2 separate regions of the Rattus norvegicus genome follow, and region 1 is linked to region 2. A link is a contact called in public Hi-C data. All regions are on one chromosome and are shown on one strand. The core of a region is the stretch at or near the end of the contact, and the rest is flanking DNA. Distances in the headings are between cores, read along the strand shown.

Evidence for each region. Hi-C and Micro-C count contacts between places; a contact is called where the count stands out from the background.
Region 1: a Hi-C map of Schwann cells shows a contact between it and region 2, with 4 times the contacts expected there. The contact joins the promoter of Fhdc1 here to the enhancer-like site in region 2. A contact is called at or near these places in 8 of 12 Hi-C or Micro-C datasets (Schwann cells, frontal cortex, kidney and 4 more) and 1 of 1 datasets of contacts at active chromatin or transcription factors (oligodendrocytes).

The regions. Positions count from the first base shown.
Region 1 is chr2:172,122,183-172,128,455 of GRCr8, reverse strand. Fhdc1 (FH2 domain containing 1) reads left to right here and starts at 2,500. Exons shown (of 12, transcript NM_001106437.1): 1 at 2,500-2,624.
Region 2 is chr2:171,992,855-171,999,293 of GRCr8, reverse strand. No RefSeq gene overlaps it. Among named protein-coding and RNA genes, the nearest start is that of Fhdc1, 130 kb to the left of the region's middle. Within about 2 kb of position 4,678, at least 16 of the 93 cell types and tissues checked have an H3K27ac peak or open chromatin away from gene starts, as enhancers often do. A contact at or near this core is called in Schwann cells, where this site is marked.

The DNA of each region.
Region 1 (6,273 bases), core at 1,251-3,750, 130 kb before region 2:
GTTACTCTTTTGCCTGGGAATCGATCAATATTCATTTGAACTATCGTGAGTTCCCAGCCTGAGGCCAGCCTTGATATTTTCAGTGTCTGTGGATCGTGTTTAATCATGAACTACATTAATGGCCAAAGAACCATCAAGAAGGCCAAGAAAGGGGTTGGGTATTTAGCTCAGTGGTAAAGTGCTTGCCTAGCATGCGCAAGGCCCTGGGTTCGGTCCCCAGCTCCGGAAAAAAAAAAAAAAAAAGGCCAAGAAATAGGCTGACGCAGTTTTGGGGTCTTGGATACTGAACTGGTTTGGACTAGTACCTTCTCTCGTCCTGTGCAAGGCTCGCAGTAGGAGGTGAGGAATTAGGACGGAGTCCAGGACCTGAGAACCTGGTGGAGTAGCTGGAAGTCCTCAGGCCCCAGAGCTTGGGAAAGGAACGCTCTGGTCGGTTATCTGGGCGCACCCAGAAAAGGGTAGGATGACTTCATTCCCGCAGAGGGCGCTTCCCACCCCGGCAGCTGAGATGCCAGCAGCCGGTTTGTCCAGGGTGAGTTTTCTTTGACTACTCACTTCGCTCTCTGCCTGGCATCGTCACAAGTCACTTTGAGAAAAAAAAAAAATGCGATTAGACTGACTTCCCTGTTTCCTTCAGTGAGGGGGCGGGCTCTTCCCAGTTCCCAGACAGAGCTCCTTCATTCAGCTACTTCTGCCAGACTTTTTTTTCTTTAATAAACCTGAAAAGTTTGTTACTATCATTGAGACAAAAGAAAATAAAGGGGAGGGAAGGGGAAGGGAAGGGAAGGAGGGAGGGAGAAGGAAAGGGTGGGAGTCGAGTGGGAGAAGAGGCGATTTGGTGTGCCCCACAGAGGATCTGACCTCCAGAGCGCTCTGGACCTCCTGACACTCTCTAAGCTCCAAAGAGAAGCTACAGTGAGTTGAGTGCGCGGAGGTGTGGGGATGTGAGTGTGTGTGTGCGTGTGTGTGTGTGTGTGTGTGTGTGTGTGTGTGTGTGTGAGAGAGAGAGAGAGAGAGAGAGAGAGAGAGAGAGAGAGAGAGAGAGAGGGAGGGAGGTGCATGCGTGCCTACGAATGTGTGTGGAGTGTTCATGCGTGTACGCAGGGTAGGGTGTCCAGGAGACTGCCGCAGAGGTTCCTTTTGTGGAAGGCGGTGACCTGCTCAGTAGCGACTGGCGCCTCCCCCTCGCTCCATTAGGACACCAAGGCTCATCTTCTCCCTGCAGCAATTTCCATCTACCTCTGTGGTTGCCCGCCCAGCCCGGAGCTGGTCTTCAGGTGCCAGGAGCAGCGTGCTGGGCGGCGGCTTTCGAGTCTCCGGAGCCCGGAGCTGGCGAGGGCGAGCGCAGTGGCGGTGCTCTTAGGGTTGAAGGGGGAGCGAGGGAGGCAGCGGAGCAGGAAAGGGCGTGCTGTCCTTTGCGGCCGGCTGGAGGAGCAGCCGGGTAGGCAGCATTGTTACCTGCAGCGGCCCCGCCCCTCCGCACCGCCCTGCCCCCTCACCGTCCCTGGCCTGCAGTCCCGCGGAGAGACGGCGGCGCCGGGACAGCGGGCGGAGGCTGCGCGGGCGCCGGGAGCGGGGGCGCGGTGAGTGCGGGACGACGGGAGCTAGAGCCGGGGCTGCGAGGCTGGGTTCGGGGATGCCGAGCTGAGCGGCGAAGCCGGGAGGATGCGGGGAAGCGCGAGCTCTGTTTCCGATTCCCGGGACCCGATCCAGGAGCGCAGGCCCCGTGCCCCGAGGCGCAAACGCGCGGGACTAGTCGGGCTTTGGACCCGGAGCTCTGTGTGACGCTGTCCGCGGGTGGGACCTCGGAGGTTTGGTTAGCTTTCATGCCACTTATGCGGGTCGCGCAGGTCACAGGAGCCCCTCTCAACGAGGTCTCGCCCTGCCACCGTGGTGTGGGGTTAGGCTTCTTTTGACTGCACCCTTCCCTGGAAGTTCACCTCCGAAGTGGCGTCGGTGCTTGTGGAGTGGCGGGCTGGCAGTCACAGATGGTCCCGGAGCGTGATGGTCCCCGAGCGTCCCGGGTCTCCATACCCAGCCCCGGAGACTCCTTTTCGCGTTTCTGTCGCCGGCTCATTTCCTATCCCTTGGTGCAAAGCCGCAGTGCGGCCGAGAACCCTTCTCCTTGGAGCCCGCGCTGGGGACCACACGGGGTCGCCGTAGCAGTAGTCCAAGCGGCTGGCGGCCACTGTTCCGAGAATCGTGAACTCCGCTGAGATCTGGGACCCCGGTTTGGGCGGGGAGGCCTGGACAGGATGAGCCACCCGGGGTCCGATCGACCGAAGGAGCCCCAGGGGTTTCGCAGCTGGCCTCCAATGGCCTCTGAATTGGTCCGGGACTGGGGAGTGCCGGGCACTCCTGGAAGCGGAGGGTCGATCCTTTCCCGGGAGGGTTGTCCCTACTGTCTCCGCTAGGGATCCTTCGCGGCGCGTGTGGGCGTCTCTTCGCCCCGACGCGCGCCTTCCCGGACCAGATAAGGCGGCCTCTGAGCTAGAGCGGGGACCGCCCATTCGGAGCTCGCTTGCTGTCCCGGGATCCTGGGCTGCTCGACTGCCGGACGCTAGTGGCCTTGCGGGGGGCTTGGGCTAAGCGCAGCTAGAGCCGGCGGAGCCAAGGGCCTTTTGGTGAGTGGATCCACCAGACCGCGGGGCTAGAGACCAAAAGAGGTGGTGGGCAAGACTTGGGAAATAACTGCGTCCATCCTGACTGTAAAAAAAAATCGCGTTCTGGGTGCTCCCTCCGTTCCCGGTTCTGGGCGAGCTTCCCAAAGACCTGGTGCTAGTGTTTAAAGAAACTGTGCCTTGAATTGGACACTCCGCGGGCACCCTCTCACCACCCTCCGGTGGTCTCTCCGGAGCTTCTGTCCTTCCAGGAGCATCCTTTGGCGCTCCTGGGCCTATTCTTCCTGGTTTGGGAACTGGATGAGAAGAAACTGGAAATGTGCTTTCAGAAACAGGCAGCTGTGAATGTTTATGTGACGTGACAGATGAAACCTGCCATCGTGGGTTCTCTAGGCCGGCTTGCTTGCAAACTGTGTATTTCTTGATTAAGAAAGGGGTTGAAAAGCCAGGTCGAGGAGGGATGTTCCTTAAGGAGAGAAGACGGTATTTAAGATAGGCAGGAACTTTCCCCAGTCCTGTCCCTCTTTTCCCAGCTGAGAATACTGTGTATGTAGCTTAACCTCTCCCAGTCCACAGCTCATCGGGTGGACAGCTACCCTTTCAACTTAGGCTCATCCCTGACAGAAGGCAAGAGGAAAGCCACCTGGCTCTGTGTCATTTTTTTATTATTGTTGAACAGAGCAGCGTGGAAATCCCTGGCTAGAGCTAGTAGCCAAACAGCTCTTCCAGGAACGTTCTTATTCTAACCCTGTGTGCTGGCTGATCATAGACTGAAGGTTAAGTTCCTGATCATAGCATCCCTAACTGAAACCGCAGTTAAAATGCTCCCCAGAGCAGCAGCGTCCCCCGTGGCGGCGGGAGGAACAGTAACCCCACCTCTGATGAACCATGGTTATCACTCGTGAAGATGGGTTCTGTCTTCAGAAAGCCTACTGGTGACGGCTCTGGGTTTAACATCCTCCTCGCTGTAGGGGAGATGCTAAATACAAGCCTGCCTCTGTTTGTCTTGAGGAGATTGATGGGAGACCTGACGTTTCCCAGACAGAATCAGGGCTGATCCCATTGTCCCTGCTGCCAACTGCCAACTGTGAGAAGCAGGGGACGGTGTCATGTGTCCGGGTGTTTGCATCACCTGCCTTTCTCCCGGTGTCTTTGAGTTGTGTGGTGTCCTCCCTATTGTGGACAGTATGGCAGAATATTTTTTGTGCATCCTCGACTTTAATACCACATGTGACTGGAAAGAAATGGAATGCCACCTATGCCCTTCTTTCTTACCACCTCTTGAACATTGTTAATCGTGCCCCATCAGTAAGTTAGTAGTAAGGATGCACTGCTTAAGCGACAGAAATAAAAGCACCAGCGTGCAGCAGCCATTCTGGCTGGTGAACTGACTCACTGGATGCGGTCGGAGCTAGGACCTTTGACCATTATGGGAGGGGGCTGCCAGAGAAAGGGGCCAGGGACAGAAAGGTACATTCATTCCCCTTTGTTCCTTTAACTTCTTAAAGTGACAGTCTTCTCTCAGGCTGGGCAATAGTTATAGAATCATATCAATGCAAGTTCATGTGTGTGTCTCTTCTTAACTCGTGCAAGCTTTTATCTGGCACTTGCACTGTGTATGGCACAGCACTCAAAATAAAAGTCTCAGTCCTTTGGGGCGTCGGTGTCAGAAGACAGTGGCTGGGGAATATCACACTGCCTTTGATGATCCAGCTCCTTCATTTAGTATTTCCACACATGCACTGAGGGGTTTTATGCTATGCCTGTAACTATCTGAGACTGAACGAATTATTACCTTCCAGATCGGACAGCTTTTTAGTTTACCCTCTTTTCTGTTGCCCCAGTGCTGGGAACTCGATTCAGGGCTTTGAGGTAGAGGACTTGCTCGTGGGACTTCTGTGTTCAATCCCCATCTCTGGGGTGGGGGTGGGGATATAGAAATACATCGGTACCAATGGAACCGGAAGTGATTTGGAGAATTAGGAACTTTAAAAGGGCTCCTTTATGCACAGAAGTAGATAAAACATGTGAGAATAAACTGCCAAAATTACCTGTACGGTCTTGAAAAAAGAGTTCAAATGTAACTATAAACTGTAATTGACAATGAGTCATGCCAGCTTTCGGGGTGCCAGCTATGAAGACAGCCTGGTTATGCCCCTAATGATAATTATGAAAACTCCTTCTGAAAGCCAGTTTCATCTCTAGTGAACCAGAAGTCTCGGCTGAGATACATACCTGTAACAACACTTATTTAGACATTAGCTGGCGGTGACAGCTGGATGTACCGATGCCACTGAATTAGACATGTAAAGTCATGAGAATGACTTTTTAAGTGTCAAATTAATCGTTGGAAATGTCATTTTCTGCTCAGTCCTTAAACTGTCAGGGGGTGACTGTGTAGCTCCGTGGTAGAACATAGCCTGAGCATGCGGGTTGAATGCCCAGCTCTAAAGTAGATAAAGACAGAACTAGATGATGAGCAGTTGAGGAGAGATGTCTGGCTGGCATGCATAAGGGCCTGGGTTCAATCCCCGGCACCACAGATTAAATTAACAAACCTTGGACTGTTACTATTTCATAAACATATTTGTCCTGTATTAAATTTTACTGGATTTTTGCTTGTTCTTTTTGAGACAGAGTTTCTTTGTGGAGGACTGGCTGTTCTAGACTCCATTTAGTAGACCAGGCTGGCCTCGAACTCACAGAGAACCGCCTGCCTCTGCCTCCTGAGTGCTGGGATTAAAGGTGTGTGCCACCACTCCCGGCCCGGTGGCCTGTGAATATTAAAAGAGGAAAACTCTCACGATTCACAAACTTTGGTAGCAAAGAGAAGATATTACATGCATTTCTAACAGCCAGAACTTTGGCATTTCATCTACAAACTGAAGACATGTTTTCTTTTTAAAACCTTTTTTAGCTATATGTATGAGTGTATGTATGTATGTACATGAGTGTGTGTGTGTGTGTGTGTGTGTGTGTGTGTGTGTGTGTGTGTATACTTGGGTGAGGATGCTTTTGGAGGCCCAAGTGTCAGATCCCCTGGAGCTGGAGTTACAGGTAGTTTCAAGCTATTTGGCATGAGTACTGAGTCCTTGCAAGAAGAGTGTTCACTTTTAGCCACTGAGCCATCACTATAGACCCCCTTCCCCCACATGTTGTTAAGTCAAATATATTGTTTGTGCAGATAAAGAGGAGCTGTGCATATGAGCAGCTACCATTAGAAATAGTTAAATACATTCCTGTTTAGCTCATTTTTCTCACACAAGCCCACGGAAAAGGTGTTCTCTGATTTCATAGATGAAAAATGCTGAAATTGAAGTGACGACATCCACCCTGGTCTGATTGCAGCTCAGGGAAGTGGCAGAGCTGGGCTCTAAGGGGGAAATGTTTCTAGACTCCATTCTTGCTCCCCAGGAAGTCCTGCCAGTTGTGTGTACAATGGTTCCTGATATCTGAATTAATGATGTCAGATGGTTCACTTCTGTATAACCCAATGCTGCGGGATCCACTAGTGTCTACAAGTTGAGGCTCTAACAGCGACGACATAAATGGAAAATTAGAGCCAGAAGTCATGACAAAAGCTCCCTTTCATACACCAGGCCACCGTATTAATGCCTTCCATGGGTTTCCCTTCACTTCCTTATTCACCTGG
Region 2 (6,439 bases), core at 3,429-5,928:
TTTTACCCATTGAGTCACCTTTCTGGCCCCAATGTTTTCAGCAATGATTCCCACACATTTCCTAGCTGGTATTCCCACAGTTCTCTGTCAGTAAAACACTTTCTTGTCCTCTGTTGGCTGCAATGTTAATTCACCTACTTTTTTGGTATGGACTCAGACATTTCTTTGTTAAATTGTTCATTGGAATTCAGACAGAGTTTGTATTATTTCTTGTGTTTTTCGATGACCTCAAACTTTGGGTTTTCAAATTTGAAGGTAGGAGGTATATTCTTGTCTGCTTTGCCAAACATTTGTTTGAGCTTCAAAAGCTCTGCCCAGCCCTTGGTGTTACTACGCTGAGCCCATGGCAGCAGGTCCTCCAGATGTCTGTGACTTTAATTTGTATTCTCTTACCCTGTCCACGAAGAATTTCTCTTCAGGATTAATTTTCTTATTGAACATCACATCTGTCACAGCAGAGGTGTGCTGCGCAGACTGCCTACCAAAGGCCAGGCAAGCGACCTCAGAGCCTCTGAAGACCATGCTGCCCCAAGCAACTTGCACTGCGTCCTGAGCTGCCATGGGTACCACCATGGTTCTAGCCTTTTGAAATGAGTTATAGTTGACTTTTCTCTCTATTTTGGTGTTTGGGTTGTTCAGGGATTGGCTAGTGGGAGCCCATCCTCTGTTCCTTGTCTGGCATCACTGGCTCACTTTATGACAAAGCAAAATGTATAGCAAAAGAAAGGAAGAAAAGAGAGAACCATGGGAAAGGTAGAAAGAGACCAGGAGGGGCCGTTGAGGGGACTGACAGCACAGGGACAGACTGGGGCCCTCTGTGAGAAGTGGCCCATCCCTCAGGATGTAAAGACCAGAGAGCTGCATATGATACATCATGATGGCGCCTGTGCTCTGGGGCCATTCTGACAATAACGAATGATGGAGGGACAACCCAAGAGGGGACAGGGACTGGAGAAGGAAATGCTCCTCAACTCTTGGCATCCACTTAAGCATCCAGACACAACTTTGTTGTGTGAAAAATATGGAAGTGACTCCATATTTTTCAATTATATATACATACATACATTATGCACATTATATCTCTCTAGATATATATTCATAGCTAGATATATAGATAGATATTCATCTGTATATTTCCATTCTTTGTATGCCCTCCCCACAACTCTTCCCCACCTCTCCTTGGCTTTAGTCTCCTTTTGGTCAGCCTCTTCTCCCAAGGGGCAGGAGCGCTTCCTGGGCCAGTCTAGATTAGCCATGACTGGGACAAAAATCCTGCAAACGTCTCTACCTGGCCCAGTCTGAACCTCTCCCTGTGCCTGACTGGATAGCATTCTCGTAGCCAGGTCTGGCCTATGAAACTCTCCTATAGAACTTGGAGTGTGCGTGAAGCTGTCAAAAAGATGGCTGAGTTACCCAAGAACTCTGAAGTTGACTACCAAAACAAGAAGGGGAAACCTGTAAAGTTGACAGGGAACCTCATTCACTGTGTGTGGAACATGGGGCTTCGTGACTGTGAGACAGGCTGATGAACCAAGGGGTAGCCATTTTGTCAAGACAGCCCTTCCTCCCTCTGCATGAAAGGAAGAAGCTCTGATGTTCCCTTGGACACCGAGGCCTCTGTCCGTCTGTCCTTGCTGCTGGCCTGGGGACAGGTGGAGGATGAGAATAGGCTAAGCCCTTCCTGAGGAGGCTTTCCATCAAGACGGGCTCCTGTTTCATCATTCATTTCTCCCTAGGCCTAGCAGGTCCAACAGGGGCGTGTCTGTCACAGTGGTGTGTTACGTCATGTCAGATGGCAATCAAAGGTGCTGTTAACTTAAGCTGACAGGAGAGCTGTGGCAATCTGCTTATCTGGATGCCACCCTCGCTGAGTAAAGGGCCATTATCAGAATTATTCACACAGTGTTACAGCAGTTGGAAGTCTGCAGATTACTAATTACATCACCTTCACTTCAGTCATTCAGCACAGATGGGACCTCAAAGGAGACTACCTCCCCCCTTCCCCAGGAGAGTCCATCCTTTTCCTTACACACCCACTGGGAGTATAATGTCACATTAGGGCAACCTCCAGTGAGCCTTCTCTGTCTCTAAGATCTGTGTTCTGTGTTCCTTCCACAGGTGTGAGCAGTTAGGCACAAGACCTAAGTGTTGAGATGTCTCCCAATTAGACCCTTTCTTGGGATGGTCAGGCCAACATTGGTCTCCGGAAGTCCAAGGTTATTCAACTGACCAATAAACTTCAAATCTGTTTTCCAAACGTGCTGTTTCTTTCACACACAGAGACTGCAGAGGAGAAAACACAGTGTTCCTAGGTCAAGGCTCCTTCAAGAGTCTATAGACCCTCCCCAGCTTGCTCACATGAAGCCAACCGTGATCTCCACCCTGGGCACACCCCTCCTACGCCTCCTCCAACAAGCCTCCACCTGCAAGGCAAACGCTCAGAGTGCCCCCGCCACACGTACCTTCCCATGCAAACCCAACAGAATTGATGGCAGAAACTGTGGGAAAGAGGCAGGAAGAGAGACTGTGGTTAGCAAGGTGGGTTCAGAGGCGTGGGCTTCTTCATTGCTACCATCCAATAATAACACAAAAGAAAAACACAGGCTGAACATGAAGGCAAGCAGTACAAGAGGAAGATCAGGGATTAGAGGGGAAGGTAGAAAGTCTCTTTAATCCATTTACTGACTTATTCTCAAGATGTATTTGAAAGCACAGTTATGTCCTGCATCAAACAATGCTTCAGACCCAGGTTGCAACTTTCACTCCCGCTCTGGGCTTAGCTGTTCCAGAAACCAGTGCTTCAAAGGAACATTCTGGGAGCCTCCGATTGGTCCCAACTGTCTCTTATTGGGCCAGGGGTGGACATTTCATGTTCATGTGGCATTCTCTGATGTGTGCCTCTGTGTCTTAACTTTTTCCCCTTTGACATATCAATCATATCTGATTAGGACTTACCATTATGATCTCATTTTGACCCGATTACATCTGTAAAGATCAGGTGTCCAAATAAACTCGCTTTCTGAGGTACTGAGGCATAGTGGCCGCCAATCCGGATCAAGGCGGTGTGGATATAGGACAGATCCACCCATGATTGTTCTAGTTTCCCAGCCTCTCATCTGGTGAGTTTCTGCTCTCAAGGCAGTGTCCCGGTACTAACTAACATTGTCATTTTTCCTTCAAGCCTTTTCAGTGGCTGAGTATATCTGACGAGCTCTATTGTCTACGGCTTATGGGAAGCTCTTGGAGGTGTCATTGCATCGGAGGCCTGGGCTTCCTCTCTCTTGATGCTGTTGGGGAAAGGAATTCTCAGTTCCTCAAGGTTGTGGAGGTTCTTCCTCTGTTTCCTCTGCCAGGCCTCCTTAGACCGACTCTGAGTAGTCTGTGGCTACAACAACTGTCTCCCACAAGAATGCTTGTGTTAGCAGCTTTTCGCCACTGTGACAAAAGACCCCAAATCAACAACTTACAGGAGGAAGGTTTATTTGGCTTGTAAATTCAACCTAGGGTCCAACCTACAGCACCATGTTTTTGGCCTGTGGCAAAGCAGAACATCATGGTGAACTGCAGATGGTCCGAGAGGCTGCTCACGCCGGGGACAGGAAGCAGAGGGAGAGACAGGAAGTGACCCTAGGGTCCTAATAGCCCCCTCAAGGGCATGTCTTTGAGGACCTACCTCTCTTCTCCTAGGTCCCACCTCCCAGAAGTTCACTGTCTTCTGATAGCTCTTTAGTCTGGGACCAAGATTCTAACACATGGATCTCGGGGAACATTCTAGGTCCAAACCACAGCACGGCTGTCAGATTTCAGGTGTCTGTGGGTGTGACTCCCCTTTGGATGTCTCCTGCCTGTTTTAGTTAGAAAGAGCATCATGAGACAGTGCTGCCCTGCTGCTGGAGTCCAGGTGACTTATACCTTCTGAAAATATGAGCCGATGGGCCTTTCCTTGGGCTTTGCAACTGGGGTACGTGAGTGACCCTGCTTGCTTTAATTACATCCCTCAAACAAGTGAGTGGGAGCTTCCCCCCTTCTCCCCTTCCGAGTCCCAAGCAAGGAGAACCAAGTCAATCAGAGCCTTCTCCCTGCTCCATTGCACCTGCTTTGCATCTTCCTGCCCTCCCCCAGCCATGAGTGAACAACTTCTGAACTGGTTCCTGTTTCATCTCCCTCCTGTTAATTAACGTGAAGTGTCTGTTGCTGAGAAGTGCCTGGCTATTTAGTTCAGAACAGACAAGTCTAAACGTACGTCTACTAACTACAGGAGGAGAAAGAAGTAGAAAAGAGACTCAGCTCATGGCCATAGATAGGGGCTCCAACCCTGGGGAGGAAAAGGGTGTGAGTTTATAGGGTACAGAGATCAGGTCTGAGTGGCCTTTCTTGTAGGGCAGTCTCACCAGTGTGTAACTAGAGGCTCTCTGTGGGTGGAAGGGCTTCTAGAAGCATCACCTGCCCACAGCCTTTCCCAGCTTCGCTTCCTGAATCACTCACAGAGGTTCTAGTCCTCTAGTTCAGGTTTTACAGAACAGCTGCCATGGTGACGGACGGCATTTTCTCCAAGCAAGCAGGACTTTCCCAAGTCAGGACATGCCCTTCACACCTTGTGAGGACACAGGAGCAGTGTGGAGCTAGAAAGGAGTGGGCAGAGGGGAGGGCCATGCAGCTGGGATGAGGGACAAAGGGACTCCCAGAGAAGGACTTCGCTTGCTTGGGAATTCTGCCCTGAGGACAGCCTTGCTCTGTGGCTGCTGATGAAAAAATGTCAACTTGAGGTCGCTTTAGTCACTGCCATCTGCCAAGGAGGACAAAGGGCCAGTCTGTGGTCAGGGAGCCCCACGGCAAGAGGCTGGATATGGAGAAGGCTGAGTCTGTGATGTGCTACTCTTATAAAAATGGTCTTCAGTGAGTGAAGAGGGTTTTCCATAAGGAGAGGAACCTGACGGACAGGATCTAAACATCTGCTCTGTTTTACTGCAACATAGGGATGGAAAGAAAGATGTGTATAGAGCAGGATTTCTTGGGTATATTTCCCTTGTAAGAACCCTCACAACCAGAGGGAGACACTTGGCAATCCAAAGATTCTTTGTTTCAGGGTGAGAATTTCCTCAGAGGGAAGCTGTCTCTGGGCTTCCTGCTTCAGATGCTGATATAAAAGTTGGGGTTGGGCCGTCCACGCTAGCACCTGTACTTAGCATACCCAAAGGCCCTGGATTCAAACAGCAGCACCCCTAAAGTGAATAAATGAGTACTTTAAATCTTCCAATAGTAAATAACTCTAGAAAGCTGGCTACTCCGAGACTTGCCCAGTTTTAGTTCCCTGGTCACACAGCCTGGTTCCCTGCAGCCTGCAGATCACAAAGCCAGTTTCCTTTGTGCAAGGCATTTGCATGTGAGGGGAAGATTTATAGGAGATGACCACCAGATGGTGTCTTGGTTCTCCTTAAGCAATTTCTTCTTCGTGCTTTGTTCCCTTGTAGCCGACATTGTGACCTTGAGAACAGTCAGTTCCAGGGGAGATGGTGGGACCCGAGGAGCCACAAGTATCATTTTACTTGATCAGTCTGACAAGACTCCAGGCTCATAAACACAGGAGAGACATGGTCATTGACCAGGAGTTAATGGAAAAGCAGATTTCCTCACACAGTGAGACGTATCCATTAAAGTTCTATCAGCTCCCAACATGCAATCCTGACTCAGGGCTAATTGCTCCCCACTGGCATATCGATGCTGGCTCAGAGCTGACTTCTAGATCCTGAGTCTGGGCAAACTTGCTGAAGAGGGACCGAGAACTCCTCAATCTTATATCAGCCTCAGTGGCTTTCAAACAGATATTTTTAGTTTCTTCCTTTTCTTTATCTTTTCAGACAGGATTTTACTGTGTAGCCTATGTTACAGTTGAACCCCGGGGGGGTCCCCCTGGCTCAGCCTCCCAAGTACAGGAATTGTGTAGACATGTGCCACACAACACTCAGATTAATCCTTTCACTTTTAAAAATTACTTTCCAATAGCTGATAGGCCTTGTTTCTCTTTCGGTGTAAAAACTTAGAAAACTGTTACAAAGAGCTTGGTGACGGGGAAGATGCACTTCTTATTGACAAACGATTTAACTGCTTTTCTTAAAGATAGAGATTAGCCCAGATTGTGGGCCCATTTCCTACTGTGCCCGTGGGTGAGGCAGAGCGGGAGAGCGGGAGAGCGGTGGCTACTGAAGGAACGTGGGGAGCCAGCATTTCCTTCCAGATGCTTCCAGATGAATACGAGTTTATACGGCAGCAGGGGCAGAGGTAACAGTGACCTCGCAGTTTGAGATTCTGTACTCTCATGAAGCAGATTCGTTTGGCTCCTTCAGCTTTTCCCTCTCTCCTTGAAAGACGACGGTGTGTGGATGTTACTACCAGTTTTATGGCCCGACCTGTGTCCACATGAGTGCACACGCACTCACAG